Regions from separate parts of the Mus musculus genome. Here all the other regions are linked to region 1. Evidence: chromatin contacts called from public HiChIP or PLAC-seq and promoter capture Hi-C data. All regions are on one chromosome and are shown on one strand. Each heading gives the region's core, a stretch centred on a gene start, on an enhancer-like site or on the middle of the called end of the contact. The rest is flanking DNA. Distances are from core to core; before and after follow the strand shown. Region 1 holds the start of Riok1 (RIO kinase 1). Region 2 holds the start of Eef1e1 (eukaryotic translation elongation factor 1 epsilon 1). Region 3 holds the start of Bloc1s5 (biogenesis of lysosomal organelles complex-1, subunit 5, muted). Region 4 overlaps Bloc1s5 (biogenesis of lysosomal organelles complex-1, subunit 5, muted). Region 5 overlaps Gm40914 (a long non-coding RNA gene).

What was found. Promoter capture Hi-C pulls out the DNA fragments that hold promoters and counts their contacts. HiChIP or PLAC-seq counts read pairs in DNA pulled down with a chosen protein or histone mark. Capture Hi-C pulls out chosen DNA fragments and counts their contacts.
Region 2: a promoter capture Hi-C map of adipose tissue shows a contact between it and region 1, with 2.5 times the contacts expected there. The contact joins the promoter of Eef1e1 here to the promoter of Riok1 in region 1. A contact is called at or near these places in 12 of 39 promoter capture datasets (the C10 cell line, the HPC-7 cell line, HPC-7-derived erythroid cells and 8 more), 4 of 484 Hi-C or Micro-C datasets (B cells, CD4 T cells, CD8 T cells and 1 more), 12 of 115 datasets of contacts at active chromatin or transcription factors (the 230-238 cell line, the NIH/3T3 cell line, astrocytes and 9 more) and 2 of 9 other capture datasets (adipose tissue and liver).
Region 3: a contact with region 1 is called in an H3K4me3 HiChIP or PLAC-seq map of forebrain, with 5 times the contacts expected there. The contact joins the promoter of Bloc1s5 here to the promoter of Riok1 in region 1. A contact is called at or near these places in 8 of 39 promoter capture datasets (the C10 cell line, embryonic stem cells, frontonasal cranial neural crest and 4 more), 4 of 484 Hi-C or Micro-C datasets (B cells, CD4 T cells and muscle stem cells), 20 of 115 datasets of contacts at active chromatin or transcription factors (the 230-238 cell line, the SCID.adh cell line, Th17 cells and 15 more) and 3 of 9 other capture datasets (adipose tissue, embryonic stem cells and liver).
Region 4: a contact with region 1 is called in a promoter capture Hi-C map of liver, with 2.9 times the contacts expected there. The contact joins the enhancer-like site here to the promoter of Riok1 in region 1. A contact is called at or near these places in 13 of 39 promoter capture datasets (the 3T3-L1 cell line, 3T3-L1-derived adipocytes, the C10 cell line and 7 more), 1 of 484 Hi-C or Micro-C datasets (the G1E-ER4 cell line), 13 of 115 datasets of contacts at active chromatin or transcription factors (the 230-238 cell line, the SCID.adh cell line, astrocytes and 8 more) and 1 of 9 other capture datasets (liver).
Region 5: a contact with region 1 is called in a promoter capture Hi-C map of pre-B cells, with 6 times the contacts expected there. The contact joins the enhancer-like site here to the promoter of Riok1 in region 1. A contact is called at or near these places in 5 of 39 promoter capture datasets (the C10 cell line, HPC-7-derived erythroid cells, embryonic stem cells and 2 more), 9 of 115 datasets of contacts at active chromatin or transcription factors (astrocytes, double positive thymocytes, embryonic basal ganglia and 6 more) and 1 of 9 other capture datasets (liver).

The regions. Positions count from the first base shown.
Region 1 is chr13:38,034,641-38,039,338 of GRCm38.p6, reverse strand. Riok1 (RIO kinase 1) reads right to left here and starts at 2,350. Exons shown (of 17, transcript NM_024242.3): 1 at 1,808-2,350. The coding sequence starts at 1,878. Cage1 (cancer antigen 1) reads left to right here and starts at 2,402. Exons shown (of 13, transcript NM_027724.2): 1 at 2,402-2,520.
Region 2 is chr13:38,656,672-38,661,369 of GRCm38.p6, reverse strand. Eef1e1 (eukaryotic translation elongation factor 1 epsilon 1) reads left to right here and starts at 2,342. Exons shown (of 4, transcript NM_025380.2): 1 at 2,342-2,463. The coding sequence starts at 2,377.
Region 3 is chr13:38,632,953-38,637,650 of GRCm38.p6, reverse strand. It overlaps Bloc1s5 (biogenesis of lysosomal organelles complex-1, subunit 5, muted), which reads left to right and starts at 2,559. Exons shown (of 5, transcript NM_139063.3): 1 at 2,559-2,715. The coding sequence starts at 2,610.
Region 4 is chr13:38,611,952-38,616,649 of GRCm38.p6, reverse strand. Bloc1s5 (biogenesis of lysosomal organelles complex-1, subunit 5, muted) reads left to right here. Exons shown (of 5, transcript NM_139063.3): 4 at 3,949-4,007. Among named protein-coding and RNA genes, the nearest start is that of Bloc1s5, 21 kb to the left of the region's middle. Within about 2 kb of position 2,164, at least 26 of the 459 cell types and tissues checked have an H3K27ac peak or open chromatin away from gene starts, as enhancers often do. A contact at or near this core is called in the G1E-ER4 cell line, bone marrow-derived macrophages and liver, where this site is marked.
Region 5 is chr13:37,480,279-37,484,976 of GRCm38.p6, reverse strand. All of the region lies in intron 1 of Gm40914 (a long non-coding RNA gene), which reads left to right. Among named protein-coding and RNA genes, the nearest start is that of Gm40914, 4.7 kb to the left of the region's middle. Within about 2 kb of position 2,141, at least 166 of the 459 cell types and tissues checked have an H3K27ac peak or open chromatin away from gene starts, as enhancers often do. A contact at or near this core is called in astrocytes, double positive thymocytes, embryonic stem cells and 5 more, where this site is marked.

The DNA.
Region 1 (4,698 bases), core at 1,101-3,600:
ATTAAAGATGTGTGTACCTCACCTGACCATAAAAAGAGCCATTTTTTTTTCTTCTAGTTCTGAGGACCCAGAGCCTTTCCCTCTCTAGGTAATCACTCTGCCACAGACCTAATCCCCAGCACCTCAGGCCGCCCCGCCTCTCCCACCCCCTTCCCCTTTGTTGTTTAGTCTTGTTTGAGACAGAGCTCCCTGTTGGGTCTGGCTGCCCTGAAGACACTATGAAGCTAGAGCTGACCTTGAAATCATCAATATCAGATGCTTCTGCTTCTAGAGTGCTGGGATTAAAGACGCTGTACCACCACACCTGGCCCCCAATGGGTCTTAAATAAGTTCAGTCGTCAACTCCAATTTATTAATTGGCTACAGCCCACAGGGCTTTAAATGCCCACGGGCATGAGTAGGAAGGAGACTATCATTTGATAGCTGCAGTTTACTAGGGCTTCATAAGTATCATACATAAATTACTCTTCACTTACAAATCTAATAATCTAGACAGGTATGTTAAAGGCACAACTATGTGAATGCTCTCAACTAGTCAATCCTCTGCTGTGAGGTTGTCTTATGCGGAACTACCTACCAGATACCACTAGTGTCTCAGCCCAGGTGTGACATATAAAAATGTCTCTGGATTGGTGCAATGGCAAAATCAGATCCAGCAGAGGACCATGGGTGCAGTCTCACAATATCCTGCGTGTATGGGGCCTGTGGGCAAAGTAAGCTTGTCCCTTCTTCCCACTTAAACGCTTCCGTAAGGATTTCTCTGAGATGATGTGCCCATTCCTCAGTGGAAGGCTGGAAATCTCCAACATCTCCGGCTAAGCCCTACTTACCCTCTATTTACCATATGTTATTGATCACTCATTTTTTTCCTTTGTACTATTCACCAATTTTAATTCAAATAATTTACCTCGTGTGAATATCTATCTCCCCTAGCAGAGGCCAACCCCTGTGGCAATCAAAACGGTAGTCACCAATATTTCCCTACCACTCGATCTGACACACAGAGTGGTCAATATATATACTTATCACAACCGCTCACAATTGATGAATAAAATCTTCCTGACTATAAGGTACGCAAAACTCTTTGTTGTTTCAAAATGGCTATGTGTAAATTCTCTTTTCTTTTGAACGGGAAGTTTTCCGTCACTGCTTGCTTTTGGACCTCACATCCAATTTCACCACAAAACCTCAACACTGCTACCTCGAAGTCGTTCTACGACAGCAGCTCTAGGAGCCATCCGGTTTGAAGCTGGTTATTTATTTATTTACTGATTCTCTGCTCCACTCCTCTCTACGAACATCTTCTACATGACTCACCAGTTCCTTTAATTCATAAATCAAATGACGGATGCTCTGTCGCTGCAAAAGCCCTCCTCTGGCCTGTAAGACCTGAACAGGATCTTAACTCCTCACAGTCACTTGGAAGGCTCGACCTGGCTGGCCTCCCTTTTTTGCCTCAATTCTCTCCGCTACGCTGTAGGTGCTAGCCTCTTGGTTTGCCCTCCTTTCCAAAAAGACAGTAGTGACTTGATTTGTCTTGTTCATCATACTCGCAGAGGTAAAACTTTTGCTCACTGTGTATGGAAGCCTGTATGAAGAAAAGAAAGGAAAAAAAAAAGGCCCACCTTCCTCAGTGGTCCCCAACTCTTGCTTCTCTGCTAAACGTCCCGGGACCCACTGACAGGTAGGTAGCTTTCACAAGCTGCTCACCCCGAGAAAAATCCAAAGCCGTCAGCTGTCAGCTCCCCGAGCCCAATGTGGAGCTGGCGGAATCGGAGGAGTCCCTGTGTCACCACCGGCCGCCTACCTGTCTGAGGAATCCGCGTCGTCAAATTGCCCGGGGACCACCGAAGCCATCCTGTCCAGACTGCAGTCCATGGCTAGGGGTGTGAGCCTTCGGCGCCCCTGAGGCCGCGATCGGAAGAGCCTGCTTCCCACCTAGAGGATCCAAACGCGTCTCCGCGATTCCCGCCCCTCAAATCCCTCGGCAACCGCCAGGCCCAAGAAGGCAACGACCAGGCGCCACCGGGGTGTCAGGATACAGGGTTTCGGCAAACGCGGCCACCAACAGGCCGGAAGTGCAACGCCGGAAGTATGCCACCAGCAGGGCCTCTCCAAACCCTAGTGCCCTCAGGGAGCATGCGCGTGACGGTGGCCGGGAAAGACCAATCCGCGATGTGAAGTGGGCGTGGTGCGTTGTTTGTAGCGTGGGATGTGTAGCTCTTGTTGCTCCCCAGCCTTTCGTTCTTGCTCCACCATGGCGTTTACGGTCATAGGAAGTCAGCCTGTTTTTTTTTTCCTCCGGCTGCTCCTGAAGACTTGCGTCCTCTGACCTTCTTCCTCTGGACCCAGGTGCGGTCCGGAGGACGTCACACTGGGGCGTTCGAGCGCCCTGCGACGCACCAGTTGGTGCCCTCGGTGGGGACGGTTGGAAGGTGTTCTCCCTCCCGCGGAGCCGGTGTGCCGGGAGGAAACCCGGAATCCTTAGCCTGAGTCACAGAAGCTCGATGGATCATGGAAGTGAGCACACTTTTGCTCTCTAGAAACGTTGGTGCGTTGTTTTGAGATGCAATGATACAAGTGGTTGGTTTTTGTTGTTTTTTTTTTTTTAAGTTGGGAAGTTCAAGGTTTTTTTTTGCGTTTGGCAGGAACTCTTGTGACACCTCTTTCTGCCTTTATTAAATGTTAAAATGTTAAGTATTATCTAGCGCGCGCTTGTGTATGCGTGCTCCGTGAGTGAAGTTCAGAGAATAACTTGAGGGCTTACTCCTTCCACCTTGGGCTCCGGGAACCGAACTCTGGTCGTCCGCGCTTTTTCCTGTTCAGCCATCTCACAAGCCCTCATTATCTTCAAACGGTTTTAACTCAAGCCGAGCGGTGGTGGCACACGCCTTTAATCCCATCCCTTGGGAGGCAGAGGCAGGCGGATCTCTTGAGTTTGAGGCCAACCTGTTGACAGGAGGGGCTACACAGAGAGACCCTGTTTCCTCGAAGAAGAAGAAAAAGAAAAGAAAAAAAAAAACAAACAAACAAACAATGGATTTAGGTAGAATGGCTAACCAAGCCTGGGTGGTGGTGGCTTGGTTCAGCACCTGGTTGGGCCAGTCACAACTACTATAATTCCGGTTCCAGAGGATCCTACACACACATGGCACGGGTATACTAAACAGGCACATACATTTTTTAAAGTGTAGTTGCAAGTCACAGGCCCATGGAAAAGAAACATTTTGCGTTTGGAAAGTGATTTAAGGCACTAACACATCCCTGTCATCGAACAGGTAGTGTTTATTTGCAGGACGGGAAAGGTGAGCCCAAGGTTGAGTCCTCCAGCAGCCCTGCCTAGCTTCCTTAGCCTACTTGGTTTTTTACAGTTTACCAAATGATGACATCGATTTGAAAACGTCTTCAGTAAATAAGTAATCTAACAAAGTCATCCAGGCAGACAGGTACTAAGGATAGACTGAGACAATCTGATAATATGCCACTAGAATGGGGGGTATTTTCAGCCTGTGTTTTAACTGTGTAGACCAGAGTTTCTTAACTAAAGATCATGGCCCCATAATGGGGTGGGGAGAGTCATGATAAATTCTCCACACCCAAAACTTGATTCATAATTTAAACGGTGGGGTGAATCTGACAAATTTCGGGCAATATTCACCCATGATAACTTCACACAGCTTTCACTGTTCTCACCACTATACCAACTCACAGCAGCAAACTGCCTGAAATACCTCTGTTCAGATTTGAAACTTATATGTTCCTGTTAGGGTCCAAGAATAGCTGAAGGAAGACCCCAGACTCAAATAGGATGCACAGGCAAGAAGAGTGTTTACTGAAGAAATTACCAGCATTCAGGGGCCAACCATTTATCAAAACGGCAACCACCTGAGGGGCTCATGGACCCCTTTAATGGAGGGCTAAGAGAATTTTCCAGAAGGATTAGGTAACCTCCAATAGGGGGGCAACGCAGTAACATTAGTACAATTCTGATTGGTTGTTAACCTAGTTTCATTGTAATTGCTGAGACCAAAGAATTTTGGAAACCAGCTCTGTTCTGGCCTTGTTATCTCCTCCAGCTAGGTGGCCTCCAGCAGTTCCAGACTTAGCCTCCCTAAGTCAGGGCCATCTGACTGAAGGCCCATTGTCAGCAACTCCTGGGGAACCCAGTGTGCCTCCCAGGAAATGAAAATTTTATTCCCAAGGCTTTGGACTTCTCATTATGAACTGCAGAGTTTTTTTTACTGTACATTGCAGTTTTCTGGTCTTACAGAAATAATCGTTTCATTACAGAAAGCAGACCTAATGTTTTCCTGGTTCCATTTCTCAGCAGATAAATATTAAAATAGTATATCTTTGGATGGTATTATGTCAGATAAACACATCTAATTAGTATGTAAATTTGCTTTCCTATTTAACAGGTAGTAAAATTATATGTATATCAAAAGAATTTTAAAATAAATTTCTGTATAATTTATTATCAGTAAGTGTTTTGTTTGTAATTCTACTTTATGTGCATGTAAACTTTACATAGTGAGTAGGAAAAGTTTTAAAAGCCATGAACTAATCTATCCCACTAGATGTAAAAAGAGAAGACTGTAAATAGGAAAATCAGGGGCTAGAGATGTGGGTGCAGCTGGGAAAGTGCATACTGCTCAGACAAAGGACTGGAGTCTGGTTCCCAGTGCTCAGGTCAGGTGA
Region 2 (4,698 bases), core at 1,093-3,592, 620 kb before region 1:
CAGCAACTTTCCTTAACCAAGGAGGGAGAGTCCTCAGTCCCTTCCTTGTATCCTTGACTCTAAAGCTAGGACCACATAGTGAAGCTGCCAGGTTCTGCACCTTGCTAGGTTGGAACTTGCTCCCCTCACTCAAACACGTGTGCATCAACTTTGGTTTTTTTATGGTTTCCATCACTGTTTAAGCTTTTCTTTAATTTTTTCACAAGTTGGAAGCTTAGCTGCGTGAGGATCTTGTCCTGAAGTCACCACTCCCTTTACTCCATGTAGCTTCAGGCTTTCCTTTAAACTTTGTATCTCTTTGAGCGCCAGACTTGGCTCCAACATCCCGGTGCTCTCTTTCTCCTCAAACAGTATCTTTTGTATTTTTTTTTCCTTGCTCCTTTTCATTATAGATCTGGCTAAGTGTGACCACCAACAACTGCATGACACAGTCAATCCTGGGCTACCTTGAAATCTCTGCCAACAGTATTAATCCAAAGTCTTCAATTTAGGTTGGTTTTTTTGTTTGTTTGTTTGTTTGTTTTTTTAATTTTAGGACAAGGGCACAAGGGAGCTACTACATTCTTTGCTAAAATATCATAAGAATGGTTTCTTGGCCACTCACTAAAATTCCTCCCCTCTGAAATTTCTTGATCTGGGCCCCATAGTTCAAATCACCCTCAGCATTGTTTTCCATGCCCCTACTAGGAAGGTCCATTAAGTTTCACTTATAGCATCCAAAGACTTTTCTAGTCCAAGTCCCAAAGTCTTCCATATTCCCCCAATGTTGCGGCCGCCAGCAGCTCGCAACATGAACGGTTCGACTGAGAAGGCCACTCGAGCTGTAAGAGAGGAATCTAGACGGGGCGAAAGAAGAAACGGAGCTAAGACAAATTCATTCTGATCAAAGCTCAAATTTTATTGTTGCGACACTAGTTATAAAGGAAGGGGGAGGGGACCCAACTCCCGACGAATAATCTCTGGTCCAGTAGAAAGGTGCACCTCCGCAGGTTCTAGCAGTGGGCGTGGCAGAACGAATGAGCAGGAAGCTCCACCCCTGAACAAGCAGGTTTCAGGCTGGGGGAGGGGAGACTACACCCCAACAAACAGAATAATCAAGCCTGTCACAGCAACATCTTGGTTCCTGGTACCAGCTTCTGTCTTGGTCACTGTTCATTTGCCTATAATCACCATTTTTATTCAAACCACCACATAAGGATTCAACTTGTCTCAGTTAGAGTTTCTATTGTTGTAAAGAGACACCATGAGTTACTATTAACTTTTATAAAGAAAAACATTTAGTTAGGGCTGCCTTACGGGTTCAGAAATTTAGTCCATTATCATTACAGTGAGTCTCATGGCCCCAGGCAGGCAGACATGATGCTGAAGGAGCCAAGAGTTTTATATCTGGATCAGCAGGAGGCAAGGAAAAAAAAAAAAAAAGAATGCCACTAGGATCTGAAACCTCAAAGCCCACCCCCACTGCCACATTTTCTCTAACAAGGCCACACCTACTCCAACGAGGTCACGCCAATAGTGACACTCCCGGTGAGCATATGGAGGCTCATTTTCTTTCTTTTGGGGGGGGGGGAGAGGAGGGGTTCGAGACAGGGATTCTCTGTGTATCCCTGGCTGTCCTGGAACTCACTTTGTAGACCAGGCTGGCCTCGAACTCAGAAATCTGCCTGCCCCTGCCTCTGCCTCCCGAGTGCTGGGATTAAAGGCGTGCACCACCACGCCCGGTTGGGGGCTTATTTTCGTTCAAACAACCACAGATCTCAAGTTCCCTTGCTAGGTCACTGGCCCTTATCCTTATTTTAATTTAAGATTGTTCTATAATTTTCTTATTTGGAGAACTATTTGACGAGTTTGGGAATCAATGCTTTATATTTATAAAACAAATAATCTAAATTATTCTTCTGATCTACAATAGTTTTATAAGCATTGTAATGAATGATTCAATCTTTAAGATTCGGATACATTCAGCCAGGCAGTGGTGGTGCATGCCTTTAATCCCAGCATTTGGGAGGCAGAGGCAGGCGAATTTCTGAGTTCGAGGCTAGCCTGGTCTACAGAGTGAGTTCCAGGTTAGTCAGGGCTATACAGAGAAACCCTGTCTCAGAAAACAAAACTAAGATTCGGATACATTCTTCTGTGAAACTGTCTACACTCCGTGCTCTCCTCTGCCTACTGTGAGCAATCCACCGGACTCCGAATGTGGTTGGCCCCGCCCTTAATTACGAACCGCCCCCTGCCTTGAGCTGACTCCGCCCCTTTCGCGCAGGCGCGCTTGCCGTCCTCCCAGCCAATCGTGGGAGACATCTGTGGGGCCGGACTTCCTGCTCAATCAAGGTCCTAGCTGTGCAGGCCCCGCCTCCCTAGGAGCTGGGCCAGAAGATGGCGGCGGCCGCGGAGTTGAGGCTGCTGGAGAAGAGTCTGGGACTGAAGCCGGGGAATAAGTACAGTGCTCAGGGCGAGCGGCAGGTGAGGCGCAGCGGTAGGAAAGCAGCAGGGCGGCGGGGTGACCCGGAGCCTACGCGACCCGGCCGGGGCATCGGAATGGACTCCGCTCCCCACGTGCGTGCGGGGCGGGCCGCGTGGCTCGGTCTGGACCTCCAGGCAAATGTCACCGTCCTCCCCTCGGGGAGCAGAAAGCCAGTTCGCGGAGGCCTGGGCAGAGTCAGGGGTTCAGATCCCTGTAGGCGGCCGTTAGCCGTGCCTGGTCCTTTCATTCAGCGACCGCCTTTCCAGCGGCTGGCCGGGCGAGCGGTACAGATTCCTGGAAGCCGCCTGGCGGAGGGAACACGGAATAGGACCCTGCTCATTCTGGCGACACACCCGCTTGGATGTGCATTGTGCAGAGAATTGAGGAAGATTCCGGGTGTGGGGCAGTGGAATGCTTGGTGAGATAGAAGAATCCTGATTTCTTAGGGTGTAGAAAGTGAGTCCTTTGTAACTCATCATTTGCCGTAGAAAGATGGTACTAGAGGAAGAATGGTAGTGGGAAACCATAGAGTGTGCCTTGAACGGGATTCCAGATCTAGATGGCTTGTTCCTGTTTGGGCCCAAAGGTTTTGTTTTGTTTTGTTTTTTCCTTTAATGTCTAAATCGTAGCGGTATTGTGGGGTTCACAGTAACTTAATGTGGCACCTGGAAAGGTTAAATGACTTGCCTGCCGTAGGCTGCGAAGGCCATCCTCCCCAGAGGTGATGTGCTCTGTCCTCAGCCCAGTTTCCTTTGCACACCCTCTTTTTTGGCTTTGCCGAGACATGAGAGACAGTCTTGCTTTCAAGGCATGAGGGACAGTCACCAGCAATTAAGGGCCCAATAGGACAAGCGACAGGGGAGGAATACATTGAGGACAGTGGCACAGTGCCACAGAGGAGGTGGGATTTAAGCTTCAGTGAGAAGCTGGTGTTCAAGAGATTAGACTTGGAAGGATGTAGAAAACCAGTGAATTACTATGTAAGTTTGGGTCCAGTAAGCCACCCAAAACAGAGTAGTGCAATACAGAATAAACCCAAGTTCAGTCTTAGACCAAGTTCAGTTTGAAGTTCAGAGTTGGGTTTTAGTGCCTTGTGTAATGGAAACGTTTCACAGTGAGTCCCAGTTGAAAGTTTCTGGTTTTCTGTGAGTACAGACCAAAGACTAGAGATGAAATCACCGTGTTTCCTTAGTTGAAAACTAACCACAGTACACCAGCAGTTACGATGTGCTCAGCGAGATTCCCAATAATAATGACAAGGAACAGTCTAAGGATCCAACTGTAGGAGCAAGGTCCATTAGATTATGGTACATCAGTACATGAGGAAACTACTACTTATCCACCCGCTAGAAGTAGCTCACATCAGGACTTGGGGAGCTGAGAAAGGTGGATCACCAAGAGTTCTCGGCCAGCCTGGGCTAAGGACTCAGAACCTGCCCCCTCACCACCACCACCACCACCAACAACAACCCACCCCCAACCCTGCCAAACGTGATTGCTTTGAAGGCTACGGAATCCCAGAATTGTTATGAAAATAATGTTTCTGATAATTAAACATGCATTAAGAATTGTGCGTGTTAGATTATATATACACCTATATACAACATTTCAGTGTTATATAAATCGTTAAGAACTGCCATGTGGGTGCTGAGACTTGAACCCAGGTCCTCTGGAAGAGCAGCTAGTGCTCCTAACCTCCCAGCCATCTCTTTTCTCCCCAGATTTGGTTGGGTGGTTTGGGTTTTGTTTGGTGGTCCTAGGTTTGGTTTGGTTTTGGAGACAAGGTCTCACTAAGTAGCTCTGGCTGTCCTGGAACTCACCGTGTAGATCAGTCCTTGTCATTTTGAGTGACCTGAGTAAGTCTGATCGCATGAAGAGGTGATAAACATTGCTTACAGCTGGAAATATCTGGTTGCTGGTACAAGTGTCTCAGCCTGGCCACTCCCCTGTGGTGGTAGTTTTAGAGATGAGTAAAGAGTATTGGTATAAGAGACAAGCCAGGTGCTGAGCCACTGCTACACATAGTCTCCTCAGACCTCTACACATAGTCTCCTCAGACCTCTACACATAGTCTCCTCAGACCTCTACACATAGTCTCCTCAGACCTCTACACATAGTCTCCTCAGACCTCTACACATAGTCTCCTCAGACCTCTACACATAGTCTCCTCAGACCTCTACATATAGTCTCCTCAGACCTCTACACATAGTCTCCTCAGACCTCTACACATAGTC
Region 3 (4,698 bases), core at 1,310-3,809, 600 kb before region 1:
TCTCTCTCTCTCTCTCTCTCTCTCTCTCTCTCTCTCTCTCACACACACACACACACACACACACACACACCACATACATACACCACACACAAGCATGCATATGCCACAGACACATTGTTTAGAATAATAGATTTCCCTCCTCACAATGCACAGGTTGATCTAGCAGTTTCTGATGGTGCACACAGCTCATGTGACTGCATCTGGCTGGAAATGACTCTCACATCTCTGGGACAGGAGTGGGGACTCTTGGTGTGCCTCAGTTCTCCCCTTGCAACCTCTCTCCACACGTGTCTAAATTAGTATGCTTCTACACATGATGACCTCACTCCAGCAAGAGTGTCCTGGCAAGAAAACAAAGCAGGATGCTGCCCGGTCCAATGGAACCCACTCATCAGTACCGTGTGTTCCACTGGTCAAAGGTCAAGTCACAAGGCCAGCCCAAATTCAAGGTGAAGAGAAACAAATCCGTCTCCTAACAGGAGGTGCTGATAATCTCACATGTGGGAATTAAGAACACTACCAAATATGTTGATCAAAATTTGAGGCTAGTTTTATTATAATACTGGCCAGGATAATGGACACTGGGCCGGTCCATACCAGGGATGCCTAGAGAATGTTAGTGAATTACCTTAGTCAGAGGCTTATAAAAGCAAAACCCACAGGGCTGTGTACGGTTAGGAGCAAACATCTATTCTGACGGACTTACTGTCTATACACCTCCCACCTATGTGTGATCAAGCATAGCCTGTGCAGTTTGGGTAATTAGGCTTGTTGGAAGAAGCAAAACGTGATTTGTTATCTTACATGGATAACAGCCCCAAGGATTCCAGGAAGTTATTTCTGGAAGTTATTCCTTGGGCAAGGGAGGCTTACAGGCCTTTTTGTTTTATAATTCTAATGTTTTAAGCACAGTAATTTAAACTTAAAACATGACATTAATCCTCACAATCCATCATGTGGCATGTCTCTACTGAGAAGGCAGGAACTGCTGTGGCCCTTCTGACCTTAGGTCTCTTCATCTGAAAATGGAGATTTTCCTAAGTCAGCCCTTGTTCGAGTCTGTGTTCGCAGATTCAGTCATAGAAAGTATTTTTTAAATGTCACATTGTTGATGACAGGTATCATAAGTCAGCCGTAACTGCAAATCGGTACTGAGTACTGGCCTTGTCTTCTTGTTGCTATTCCAGAAGTAACAATGTATTGGTGAGAACAGGAAGTAGAAACTGGTGAAATAGAGCAGGAATTCCCAAGCCGTGCTTCCAAGAATGTCCTTGCCGGAGGGCAGGAATGCTGGGATCCAGAGAGCTCAGGTTCCGGCTTCTTTGCCTTCGCTGACGCTTTATTGGAAACTATCTGAAGACCCAATTCTATTTCCAAAGTGTTAATTATGGCAACTAGAATTTCTTTATCACAACACAGAGTTGGCAAATTTCAGAGGTGAAATCCAGAATCAACATTTAAAAAAAAAAACAAACAGCCACATTAATGTAAGAAAAGCATTCAATTTCACATATTGTAGTGAGTCTTCATGGTGCACAGTCATAAAGGAAATTATGCAAAGGGAAAGAAATTTTTTTCTACAATGCAGAAAAATGAATATGAAATTTCTTGGAAGTGAGGAGAATAACAAATGTCTTTGAAAACTATGATTTCTACATATTGATTAAAAAGCTAGGAAATTAAATTTTTTATTTGTCCTCCTTTGGGGGTTTACCATTTCTTCTGCGATAATCCCCCAATTCCTGCTTCACCTAGTTATTCTCTCCATGTCTCACTTCAAGACTGGAGACAAACACTGGTCTTTTCTGGGAAGTCTTTCCTGATCCCCTCAACAGCTAGTATCCACAGGTATGGAACGATTCCTCTTCCTGCCGTTTATGTCGCTTTACGTTCCTCCTTCAGACTGGACTAAGACCCTTTAGGATGACATTGTTCATTGTTCAGAAGAGAGTAGCGGAGGAAGCGGTCACAGCTGAGTCCTAAGGAAGAACCCCTGGATGATGAGGAGGTAAAAACCACTGGGAGGCCGTGCATTGCTCTCTTTGAAGCATGACAATTTGTTGAGAAAATGAACATTATGGAATATATCAAATGTCAGCACTTATTAGTCTAATTTAGGGAGACCATCTCAAACACCCAACCAAGCAACAACAAAAAACCTAAACAAAACAAAAACGAGTTTCTTAACCTCTAACCGTGTTGCTTTATTTGTTAAAAAAATTATGATCTGTCTCCTCAGGTTGCTATGATGACCCTAAGGTGACAATACATGTCAAAATGCTTTATAAAATAGTGGTGGCCAGTAACAATGTAGAAACTATGTATATACTACTACTGTTATTCTTCTGCTCGCCGCGCCTTGCTCCAACCATAGTGAGTTTAGTTCCTACCGGCGTAGGATGGGATAACCGAGAAACAAGTAATTTTCAAACACCTCCCATACGCAGATCATCTGCCCTCATCCAGCATGGCCGCATCGGCTACACTCCCGGCGCCTTCCCCGAACCCAACGACTCCGACGCCCTGTGATGACGTAACACCAGAGCGTCTCTCTCCCTAAAGGTCCGTGCCTGCGCCGTGGACGCCGCGGGTGGGCGGAACTGGTCGGGATGAGTGGCGGAGGCACCGAGACCCCTGTAGCGTGCGACGCCGCCCAGGGCGGCAAGAAGCGGGACTCACTGGGGACTCCGGGTGCGGCGCACCTCATTATCAAGGGTACGGAGTGGAGGGCGTGGTCCTCCGTGCGGGGTGGGGGCAGCGTGCTGGGGACCGCCCCTCCTGGTGCTCCCCGGCTCCCCTGTAGCCCTCAGCTGCCTGGCCCGCCTCGAGACGAAAGGTCCCAGCTCGCAGGACCCAGTTACGTGCAATGGGCGAAGGGCGCACAAGCGGAGAATGGGAACTAGTTGGAGCCCCACACGTAGTAGGGTGACTTCGGTCCTTCACCCTCTCGTCCTCTGTCCTCTGCGCCTTGGGGGTCATGCCAGGAAGAACACTTGGGAAAACGTCCTGAAACACAGCGCTCAGTACCATACAGTGTACCGGTCTGAGCTGTCCCCTTTCAGCCTTAGTAGATTTCGACCTAAATTATTACAATAACAACTAGCTTTAATTCCTAAACCTCAGAAGTCCCCGTTAACCGCGAAGAAGCCTCCAATTGCAGTTTCCACTGCTTCCCTCAACTCCCTGCTCAACCCGCCTATTCCACCAACTTTGGGCTACAGTCCTACACTGCCTGGAGAGTGGTGGCTTACCATCTGTGCGGTTCCCATTTTACTCTTACCAGATCTGTGGGCGGCCCCAGCTGAGCTGGCTGCGACTGTTTAAACTGTGTTTCACATTGTTTCTTAGGTTTAATTTGGGATCCAGTAGTATTGTGTGTGTGTGTTAAGACTAAGTTAGAATTCTTTCTCTGTGCAATCTCAGTGAAGATTAGTCGTTGTATGGCTGTTGTTGGGCCACCATGACTCCATCCGCAAATGTTTTTCATCTTGCAAAACTTTGTATGCATTAAACCATAACTCCTCATGCCACTGTGAATTTGACTGGTCCAGTGCCTCTGAGGACTTGGACAGCTCCACTCTCGGAAATAAGGCTGTTTTGAATATGAATATATAGACATCCTTCGGAGGTCCTGTGTTCAGTTCTTGGGACTGTATCTCCAGTAGTGGATTTTTGGGTCATTTGATTATTCTTTAAACTTTTTGAGGAGTTGGCATGTTCTGTATTTGCTATACCATTTTCTAGTCACCTGTCATCACCAACTCTTGTCTTTGGTACTAGTTATTCTAATGCGTGTGAGATGACACTCCCTGTTGTGATTTTCATTTCCTCTAATATTTGGTTAATGTGCTTAACTGACTACCCATTTTTTAGGTAGTCATCTAATATCCATTTAAGTCCTTTGCTCGTGTAAGTAGATTCTGTTATTGAGTTATAGTTCTTGATATATTCTTGAAAGGCAACTTTGCTGGCCGCTATACCATTAATGCTGATACACACGCGCACACACACACACACACACACACACACACACACACATACACACACACACACACACACACATCTGTCTCCTCAGTACCCATAGCAGGTGTTTGCAGGCATTTTTCTCACTTGCCTGGTTGCCTATCATTCTGTTGATTGTGTCTTTGAGGCGGAAGTTTTAAATTTTGAAGCAGTACTGTTTTTACTCCCCCAGTACTGGAAGCCAAGCCAAGGCCTCCCACATGCTAGACAAATACCATACTACTAGAGACTACATTACCAACTCCCTTTTCTGTTTTTTATTTTGAGACTGGTTCTCACTTTCACACTCAGGACCCACACACACAGCCTTCCCTTTATTAGGTACTAAGAGAGTTGTAGTTCTGTTTGGTCTCATCTTGTAGTCCCGTGGCTCTTCCATCAAAGCACTTCTCTGTGTCTTTGTGAGGAGATATTTGTCTAGCTTTCACATTAGGTTACAAACAAGTAGAGATCAAAGGATTATACATTTCAGTACTCTTTTTTTTTTGAACAGTAAAAGAATGCATATAGCCTGACTAGAGTTAGATATCTATAGAAGTCTATATTTTACACGTACATGGTTATGCTAGCAGAATTTATATTTAATATTTGGACTCTTACAAACTCTGAATTATTACAATGGATTTATTATAATGTCCTTACACAACGTAACTTCTGTGGTAATCTGTATTTCAT
Region 4 (4,698 bases), core at 915-3,414, 580 kb before region 1:
AGAGCCAGGCTCCTCAGCAGCTTCTCAGAAACCACAGAAAGCAGTAGGATTCTCTCAGGGCACACGAAGTCATCCCCTAAGGGAAGAGCATCACTGCTGTCATTTTGAGGACCAAGTCTGGCTTACAGTTATTTAATAGGCTCCTAAATCTAACCAGATGTGAGGTAAGGACATCTTCCCTTGATATCAGGGTCCCTTGGTTTTGAGTAAGAAGGACAGGGAGCCTCCAGGTTACCCATTCAAAGCCAAAGGTGGCTATACTAAGGGGATCAATATTCTCTCTCCTGTGTCCTCTGTTCCTAAGCAGCTGACATGCTCAATACTCATCTGCACGGTGCACACTCTCCCTACTAAAACAGAGACCACGTGCTCACTGCGCATCGTCAGTCAGTGCTTAGCACCTTGCTCTCTCTAAGTACCTGCTTGAACTCAATGGCTGGAAGCACAGCCCGCATCTGCTCTAATGTTAGTCTGAAATAGTGCCGCTGGATGGTGTTGAAGCTTACACACAGACAGACTGATAGAATTTGTTTGCTTGATGGGAAGCAAATCAAGACATTGTTAGCTAAGTGCAACATAGTAACAATGCAAGGGTGCTCATCTCCTTTTGGAAAGATGAAAAGAAAAGCATTTACCCTCTGTATTCACCAAATGGACTGATCCATCTGCACCGCACTCGGGAGGCTGAGGAGGCAAGAGCACCAGGAGTTTAAGACCACAGTGGCCACACAGTGAATGTGAGGGCAACCTTGGCTGCTTGAGACCCTGGAGCACTTGATACGTTACAGTTGTTTATCACAAGTCAACATAGCGTCCTGACACAGATAGCAGAAGACAGTGCTTCCCGTTGAAAAGCATGCCACAAAGTGATGTGAAGTGGTACAATATGAGCCTTCTCTTGGTCACACTGATCACTAAGGATGGGACTTTTATAGAGTGGTCAGGTGATTATTTATTTATAGGTTTTAGAAAGGAAAACTAAAAGTTCAGAAAAGCTCAGTGGGGAAAGGCACTTGCTGCCAAGCCTGACAGCCCGAGTTTGATGCCTAGAACCCACACAGTGGAACGAGAGAACCAAATCCAAAGCTGCCCTTTGACCTTTTAGAGCACATGTACCTACACACACACACACACACACACACACAACATGAAATAAAAAAGCCTTTTCTGTGTTGTTTCTATGTGGCTGGAATGTGGATAACTTCACAGGGAGGCAAATTCTGAAGACGGATCTTGTTTCCAAACATGGAGACAGTTCTGTAGAGGAAGACAAGTGTAGGCTTATCCCCTTCATCCAAAAGAAGTTTGTAAAGGCTGTGACAGCCTACAGATAAGTATAGGCTTCAGGCCTCATCCAAGACATTTCTTTTTACTGTAGACAGAGCCACCACAAAAAACCATAACTAGTCAGAATGCAAATTTGTAGAGCCTAGTCCCAATGAATATATCTGCTTAACACTCCGGAATCCAAGGCCCAGGGGACATTGAAGAAGGGGCAGAAAGACTGTAAGAGCCAGAGGCCCAGGGAGTTTGCTGTGAGACTGTGTCTCCTAGTAATGACAGAAGCTACACACATGAAGTCTCATCACCATGACAGTCTAAGCATGAGCTAAGCACAGGTGACACCCACAGACATGCCAAAGTGGATGGGGAAAAGCCCACAGGCCTCAGCCCCACTCAAAGAGCTACAGGCAGCTAAGGAGTGGTGGGAGCAGGAGACATGGTCTTCCCAGAGACGAGCACAGTAGCTTGCTCTTCAGAACCAAATGCTCAGCCCTGAAAGCATGCATGCAAGTAACATTTACAGACTGCACAGGTCACATGTAGGCTATGCATGGATGTCCATGTATGCTTGTTGTAATAACGAACAAAGAGGCCATGGCCTGAAAAGAGAGCAAGAAGAGTGGATGGGCAGGTTTTAGAGGAGGAAAGGGGAGGGGGATGATGTAGTTATAATCTTGGGGCAGGGGTGCTGTGACAGGTGACAGCAGAAGTCACATGGCCCTTCAACTTTTCTTCACACTGCACTTGGGGTGATCCAAAAATGAAAATGACCCGAGGACAGAAACACAGATTTTTAAGATCTGTTCACAGAGCCAGGAAGGAAAAAAGACGAACAGGAAATGATAGCACCATGCTTAGGGATGGTGAGGTCATACTCACTGCCGCAGGAAGAAGGCAGATCTAATCAACTCCTCTCTTGTTTTGTTAAGGAAGAAAAATGATTGGTAAGCTAATCCCCCGTCCTTAGATGTCATCTGTGATCTAGGAAAGTTTGTTAATAGCCGCTGAGGATAAAGCTTTTGAAAATGAAATCTGCTGGCTGCATCCAGGAGGTGGAGGCTTCACAGTTTTCTGAAAGAGAAACCGCTGTCCCTGCCCTGATGTGGACGGGTCGTTAGCCCTAGGCAGGGAGAAGAAGACAGACAGATGGCTTCCAGCTTCAGCAGCTGTAACAGAGGGTGGTCCTGTAGCAGTCTGCCTCTGCTGAGGGAATTCACAACTGAAAGCACTTCATCAGAGGACAGGGAGAGTGAGTGAGGGCTTTGTGTGAGGGTAGTAGGGTGAACAGGGTCCTCAGCGCACCACCACTTGACACTGCTCAAGAGTGACTTTTGAGACAGGGTCTTTCCTGTGGCTTAGGCTGGTCTGGAACTCACTTGTGAACCAGATTGTGATGTAGATCTCACAATGACCCTGGGTCTCAGAGTTTTGGCTAGACTGCCTTTACCCTCAGTGTGGGGTGTGCAGACACAGCAGCTGGAAATTCAAACTTAGGTCCTCGCACTCACGTAGCTTACTCCCCAGTTACGTGGTTCTTATTGATAATACTTAATCTCTTAGTGGGCATGTTTGCTATCTTTCTCATGAATGATCATGTCCATCCTGAGGTCCTGTTGTTAGTTCCTCATTTGTAAAATAAGTAAGACACAGACAGACTTGCAGGAGACTTGGGAGAAACGTGTTCTGAGGAGCAGGAAGTGCAAATGCCTCGTGGTGGGAGTATGGTCGGCCGGCACAGTGGAAAGAGCAAGGAGGTCGGTGTGCCCAGAGCAAGGGCTAAGACGCAAAGGCAGCAGGTAGATGAGGAGGAGCCGAGAAGGGAGGAACCCAGCAAGAGCAGGACGAGGCGCGTAGCAGGGATCCGCAAGCATGTCAGGAATCAGTGGACCAGCAGAAGGGCAGAGCAGTCACAGACGGCAAAGCTGCCTGCTAGCCTGCAGACCAGTTCCCTTTGTCGGAGCAGAAGTAAAGTTAGACTGGTGATGGGAAGGTCTGAGGAACTCAGGGGTTCACACCAGCCTGGCAGTGGCTGTGCAATATTTTATGACCGGAGTCTTTCCTGAGACACATGGGGTCTGGTGTGGAAGTCTCTACTTGTACCGTCATGCCAGCTCTCTGAAGGTCTTAAATTTTAAAACATTTTGAACTTGGGGATGCTCACTTTACATTAGAATGTTGGTTCTGAAGAAATGGAAATGATTTCATGAACTTTCAGACCTGGGAGAGGTAAATGTTGTAGCAGCATCCAGGATGAACTAGTTAGAAGACAGGAGCAGTGACAAGAAGAATGAGTGGAAAACCATGGGGGCCATCTGGCTGTCGGGCCTTGCCTCAGAGAGAAGGCTCAGATGATGGGCCTCGTTGCTCTGAATGTGACTGTGAGTTCACCCCTTTTCAGAGAACATTGATTAAGGCGGTTGATGCCAACATATCAGGGGGCTTAGTATTTCTGTGCTCTTTGGGTGACAGCTCAGAGCTCCCAACTGCGGTTGTTCCAGCCATGCCATCCTGAATATGCTGACATCGTGCATTTTTCCTCTTGGCCACACCCCCACTGGCAGCTGATATCTATCTTTAATACACTCTGTTGAGAGCTAAAGACTCCAGAGACGTGTCTTCCTGACCAGAGGCTGCCACTGAAACCCACCGTCTGTTTTATTTCAGTGCAAGCAGCTAACGACTCCATCTGCAGACTCCAGCAGAGAGAACAGGAACGGAAAAAGGTAAAAATGGGTGACTCGAGCAGAGGGGCACAGACTTCTCAGACCTGTTAGGACACTGTCAGCAGTTGCTTCTAATCCAGCGTCTCGGAGTTCATTTTCTACAATTCAGTGGCTAAAAGACGGAAAGATGGGGCTGGAGAGATGGCTCAGCAGTTAAACCACTGCTTTTCCAGAAGACTCAGGTTCAGTTCCCAGCACCTACATGGTGGCTCACAGCTGTCCATTACTCCAGTCCTAGGAGATCCAGTGCCCTCTTCTGGCTTCCTCAGGCACTGCATGGACGTGATACACAAATGTCCATGCTGGCAAAACACTGATACACATTACAAATATACAAAAATTAAAAAAAAAAGATTTAAAGTTGGCTAACACATTAAGATGTGTTGAAAACATAGTGGCACTGTCATCTTTTTGGATTTGTTTGTGTGTGTGGTGGGATGTGCAGTGTGCCTGTGATCTTTTTAAGTGTGTGTGTGTGTGTGTGTGTGTGTGTGTGTGTGATGTGCAGTGTGCCTATGGCCATGTGTGCTTCTTGAGGCCAGAGGTGGACATCTGGTTTTCTCCTCAATTCCTTCTACCTCACCTTTGGAAACAGGGCCTCCTTGACCCAGGGCTCGTTGATTTGGGTACATTGCTGACAATGAGCTGCAGGGATCCACCTGTTTCTGACGAACCCTCCTGCAATGCAGCC
Region 5 (4,698 bases), core at 892-3,391, 550 kb after region 1:
GGAAGGAGGTGAACAGGGCATCTTGCTTCAGCCTGTGCGTGTTGGCTAGGCGAAAGCTCAGTGCTAGGATTTGGTAACCTGTCACCTTCAACTTGACACTTGAATCTGCCCAGGCCCTTTGAACTAGAACATGTCATCTGAAGGTCTTCCAATCCGGTGACTGTGAGTCAGGGCTGTCCTCTGGGGGCTTGGGGAAAGAAATGAGTAACCAGATTGCACCAGACCCTCAATTGCTGTCTCCCAGTGACCTACCCCGACTGGGCTCTAATTAGAGTCCAGAAGCCTTCTCCTGGTAGAAGCCTTAGTAAAATATAAAGAGGCTCCTTGGCAGGATAGGCAGGAAACCACTCCTAGCTGCCCCTGGGTCCCTTACATTGTGTTCTATTTAAAAAAAAAAAAAGAGAGAGAAAGAAGCCGGGCGTGGTGGCACACGCCTTTAATCCCAGCACTTGGGAGGCAGAGGCAGAGGCAGGTGGATTTCTGAGTTCGAGGCCAGCCTGGTCTACAGAGTGAGTTCCAGGACAGCCAGGGCTACACAGAGAAACCCTGTCTTGAAAAACCAAAGAGAGAGAGAAAGAGAGAGAGAGAGAGAGAGAGAGAGAGAGAGAGAGAGAGAGCGCCAAGGATGTCTCTGCAGGCCTATGCTGAGCCATCCCTTTCCCCTGAGTGTAGTCTTAGGAGAGCTGGGTGTTTCAAGTCCAGGTGTTTACTCAAAATCTACATCCAGGACCGTTCCAGTGAAGTAACCTACAGATGTGCTAATCTACTCTCACAGACACTGCCGCTGCTGCTGGGCCTACTCCTTCCTACTCACAGATGGGTCCACAGACCCTGGACAGCAAGGAAACAGCCAGCTTTCCTAAGACCAACATCCATACACCCATTTTCTTAGGTTTCCCAGAGACATGTTGCCCCAAAGTCCGCAGGAAGCCCCTAAAAATTACGGCGACCCGATTCCTGCTTTACCATCACCTCTTTCTAGTTTTTCCTTTGTAAAAAATTAAATCAAAACGGAGGAATGTTAGTATTCCTTCTAGGCTCTGCCCCACAGTTACCTGGCAACAGCCAGGTAGGCTTGGCTTACTTATATAAAAGGGGCTGCTTGCTCTGCGCCTTCTCTTCCTGACCCCTTCCCCCTTCCCCCTCTTTCCACATGTTCCTGGCCAGCCTTTCCTCAACTCTCTTCCCTCTTCCCCCGCCCCCTCTACTCCTTTCCCAAATCCCCTTCCCTGCCCTAAATAAACTCTATTCCATACTATCCTATGGCTGGTACCTCAGGGGTTAGGGGATGCCTCAGCATGGGCTAGCTGAGGCACCCCTCCCATCTCACCATACCTGGCTCTATCAAACATATCTTTGGCTCTTATTTATTTATTTATTTATTTTTTAATAAAACACAACACCTTAGAGTGTGCAGCTGCTGCCGCAGGGGACGCCCCAGTGGCAGCTCTCACTTGTCCGGGTGGAAGGAAGGATGCGACGGTCTTACCTCGGAGGCCGAGGGGTGCGAGCAGGGTGTGTGAGAGATGCAGTGTGATCAGAGCCTAGCGGTCTGGTCTCAGAACTGGGTCACCTCACAGAACAGCACAAGGACTTGTCCCGTTGGCAGGGATCAGGTTTCGTCCTTCCTTGTCAAACCCAGTGGTGCCCCCAGGCTGCTGGCAGCTCCCAGGCGCTCCTTTGTCCTAGAGTTGCAGGAGGCCAAGGAGCAAAGTGACACAAAAGGCTGGGTGCCCAAGTTCCCCACCCTCTCTCTCTCTGCACAGCAGCGCTGGTTCTGCCAGGGTCCTCGACCCAGGGGGGTTCCGGGGCAGTAAGGGTGAGACCTGCACAGCCACTGCTCGACCTTGCCAAGAGGGGCCTGCTTTGGGGATTGGAGGGTGCCTTCCCTTCCAACAGCCTGGGTCTGGGTCTTTCCAACTCGTATTTCTGCTGACGCTGGAGCCTGGTGCTTTGCCTTTAGAGACACCCTGTAATTGAAAGGAGGAGGGAGAGAGAGAGAGAGAGAGAGAGAGAGAGAGAGAGAGAGAGAGAGAGAGAGAGAGAGAGAGAGAGAGAGAGAGAGATTCTTGCTGCCTGGGTTCCCAGACACTTGCTGCCCTCTAATGGCTCCTGCCTGTGAGTTTCCAGGCGCAGGCCTTCCTTCCTGTAGGGTCTGTGGTGTGGGTTTCCTTCCCTTTGGTTAGCAGGCCCTTTCCCCTATAACTGCTGAAAGAGCCAGCCGTTTCTCGTCACAGGGAAAAGATGTCAAAAGTCGAACCGCGCTGGTGTGGCTGGCTCAGAGAGCAAAGACTGGCTCGGTGTTTCATTGCTGGTCCCGAAATAACTCACAGTAGCATTTGTGCGGCCTCTGCAACCCTGCTGTCTTCGGAAGGGACAGCTCCTCCTTTCTCTCTCTCTCTCTCTCTCTCTCTCTCTCTGTCTCTCTCTCTCTCTGTCTCTCTCTCTGTCTCTCTCTCTGTCTCTCTCTCTGTCTCTCTCTCTCTCTCTCTCTCTCTCTCTCTCTCTCTCTCTCTCTCTCTGTCTCTCTCTGTCTCTGCCCTGTTGCAGTTCTTAGCAGCTTCCTATGTTGAGAGAGGAAAGCCACTCTGGCAAGAGCCAGCAATTGTCAGCAAGTTGTGCATACAAAGGGGCTTCCTTTTCCTGCCTGGATCGGGGTGGGGTGGGGCAAGAGCTGTGGACCAGGGTTCCCTCCCCTGATGCTTTCTGAGGATCCTTAAGAACCAACTCCAATGGTAAACAGGGACCTGTGGATAAAAAAACATCTCCTGAGTGAACACTTGAAGACCTAGAGACACAAGTTGGACAGAGTCCAGTTCTGTGTAGAGAGGAACCAAGTACTTAATCAAGGAACCAAGGTTAGAGGTACGGCAGGAAAACCTGGGACACTTGCCTATTTTGGTAGTTGGGAAGCTTGGCCCTGGATGGAATGGAAACAAGCTGAAAGCAGACAGACAGACAGGGTTTTGCTCCCATCAGCTGAGATCTGGCCCAGAGAGAATGGTGTGAATATACACTACGACTGGCTGGGAAGAAAAGAGGATGCAAAACTTACAGCCCTGGAGCTTAGAATGTTGTGAGGAATGAGGCTTCTTGGGGGGGGGGGGGAGCTGGGGGAGGGAACGCCATTTTGAGATGGAGTGCAGGGTGGACTTTCTTAGTTTTTTTGGGGGGGGGGTTGAGGGTTGGTGGCCACGGAGGGATGAGGGTCACCAAGGAGCGAGGGAATGGCCCTAGGGAGTTCTGTGTGGGGCTAGCAAACTACAGCGCTCCTCTGCAGGATGGACAAAGGATGGGAGAGGCAGGAAGTGGACCTGCTGGGCTGGAATTTGAATGAACTGATGGAGCATCTTTTTCACAAGAGGGCTAGTGGTCCACCCCTTCTGGTTTTCCCTTGTGGGAAGGGAAAAGAAGCCTGCCTTTTTAAAAAATTTTTACTCGGGAGCTTAGGTTGCAAAGGCTTGCTGTTGAGAAATGAGTACAGTTTTATCCTTTGGCTGCTCAATCTCCCAGAATCATCTCCCCCTCCTCCTTTTTCTCATAATGCTGAACAAGTCTGAGAGAAGTCCATTAAGGGTCCAGTATGGTGATGCAGGCCTTTAATCCTAGCACTAGGAGGAAGGCAGAGGCAGGTGGATGTCTGTGAGTTCAAAGGTTGCCTTAGCTACATAATGAGTAAACAATAAGCTCCTCTCTCAAAACAAAACAAAAACCCTAACAAACAAACGAAAAACACTCAAAAAAAGCTAAACTTAAAAACAAAAAGTCCTCCTCCTTGTCCTCCTCCTCTTCCTCCTCCTCCTTTGTTGTTCCCCCATCTCTCTTCCTTCCTTTCTCCTTTTTTTCCTTCTTTCTTTCTTCTGCTCTTTTCCCTACCTCTTTTTCTTTATAGAACTCACCTGGAATTCTGGTTTCTGGTGGCCTAAAGGCGCTCATTTGTCTCTAGATTGTTAGTAGCGTTGGAAGCACCTAAGAGCCCGGTGTGCAATTGCATAAACCTAACAGGCCCACAGAGTCTTGTTTCTCAGCTTCAGGGGTTGGTAAGTCAAGAGGAAAGCCAGCTCTTAGTGTTGTCTTACTCCAGGGTGTGGAGGGGAGAGAAATAATAAATATTATTTCCACGTGGAGACTTGGATTGTTTAGGATCACCCCCTGCTCCCAAGCCCCAGTTGGAACATGGCTGGAATATTGTTGTTCTAGGAAGTGGTTTTCCATCTTATTCAGCCAGGATCCCCTTTGTCTCCCATAGTATTTTACACAATGTGAATTTCAACCCTGAAGATGCAAGTATGTCTCCAAAAACTGTGTGTGCGCCCAGTGATACTCATTTGCTCTCTGGGTTTTTTTCTTTGCGGGGTGAGACAGCATCTGTTTTTTTCATTTTGTTTCGGGTAAAATCAAAAGTTGCTGGCAGGCCCTGGGCTTGTATACTACTTTTAAGGCAAATGAGTAAAAGCAGAAGACACCAAGACGCTCTTTTATTTAATTATAATTTTTTTGCCTGCAGCACTGGGATGGAATCCAGGGAGGACCTAGGCTAGTTCTCTCTCCCCTCCAGCCCTGGAGGTATCTTTGAACCTCTGAAATAGTATGATTCTTGTTTCGTTGTTCTAACCATGGCTAGAAGAAGCCAACACAATGAAAACACTACGTGTCCTGGGGACAATGGCACCTCATGGGAGCACTCTGCTTTGGCAG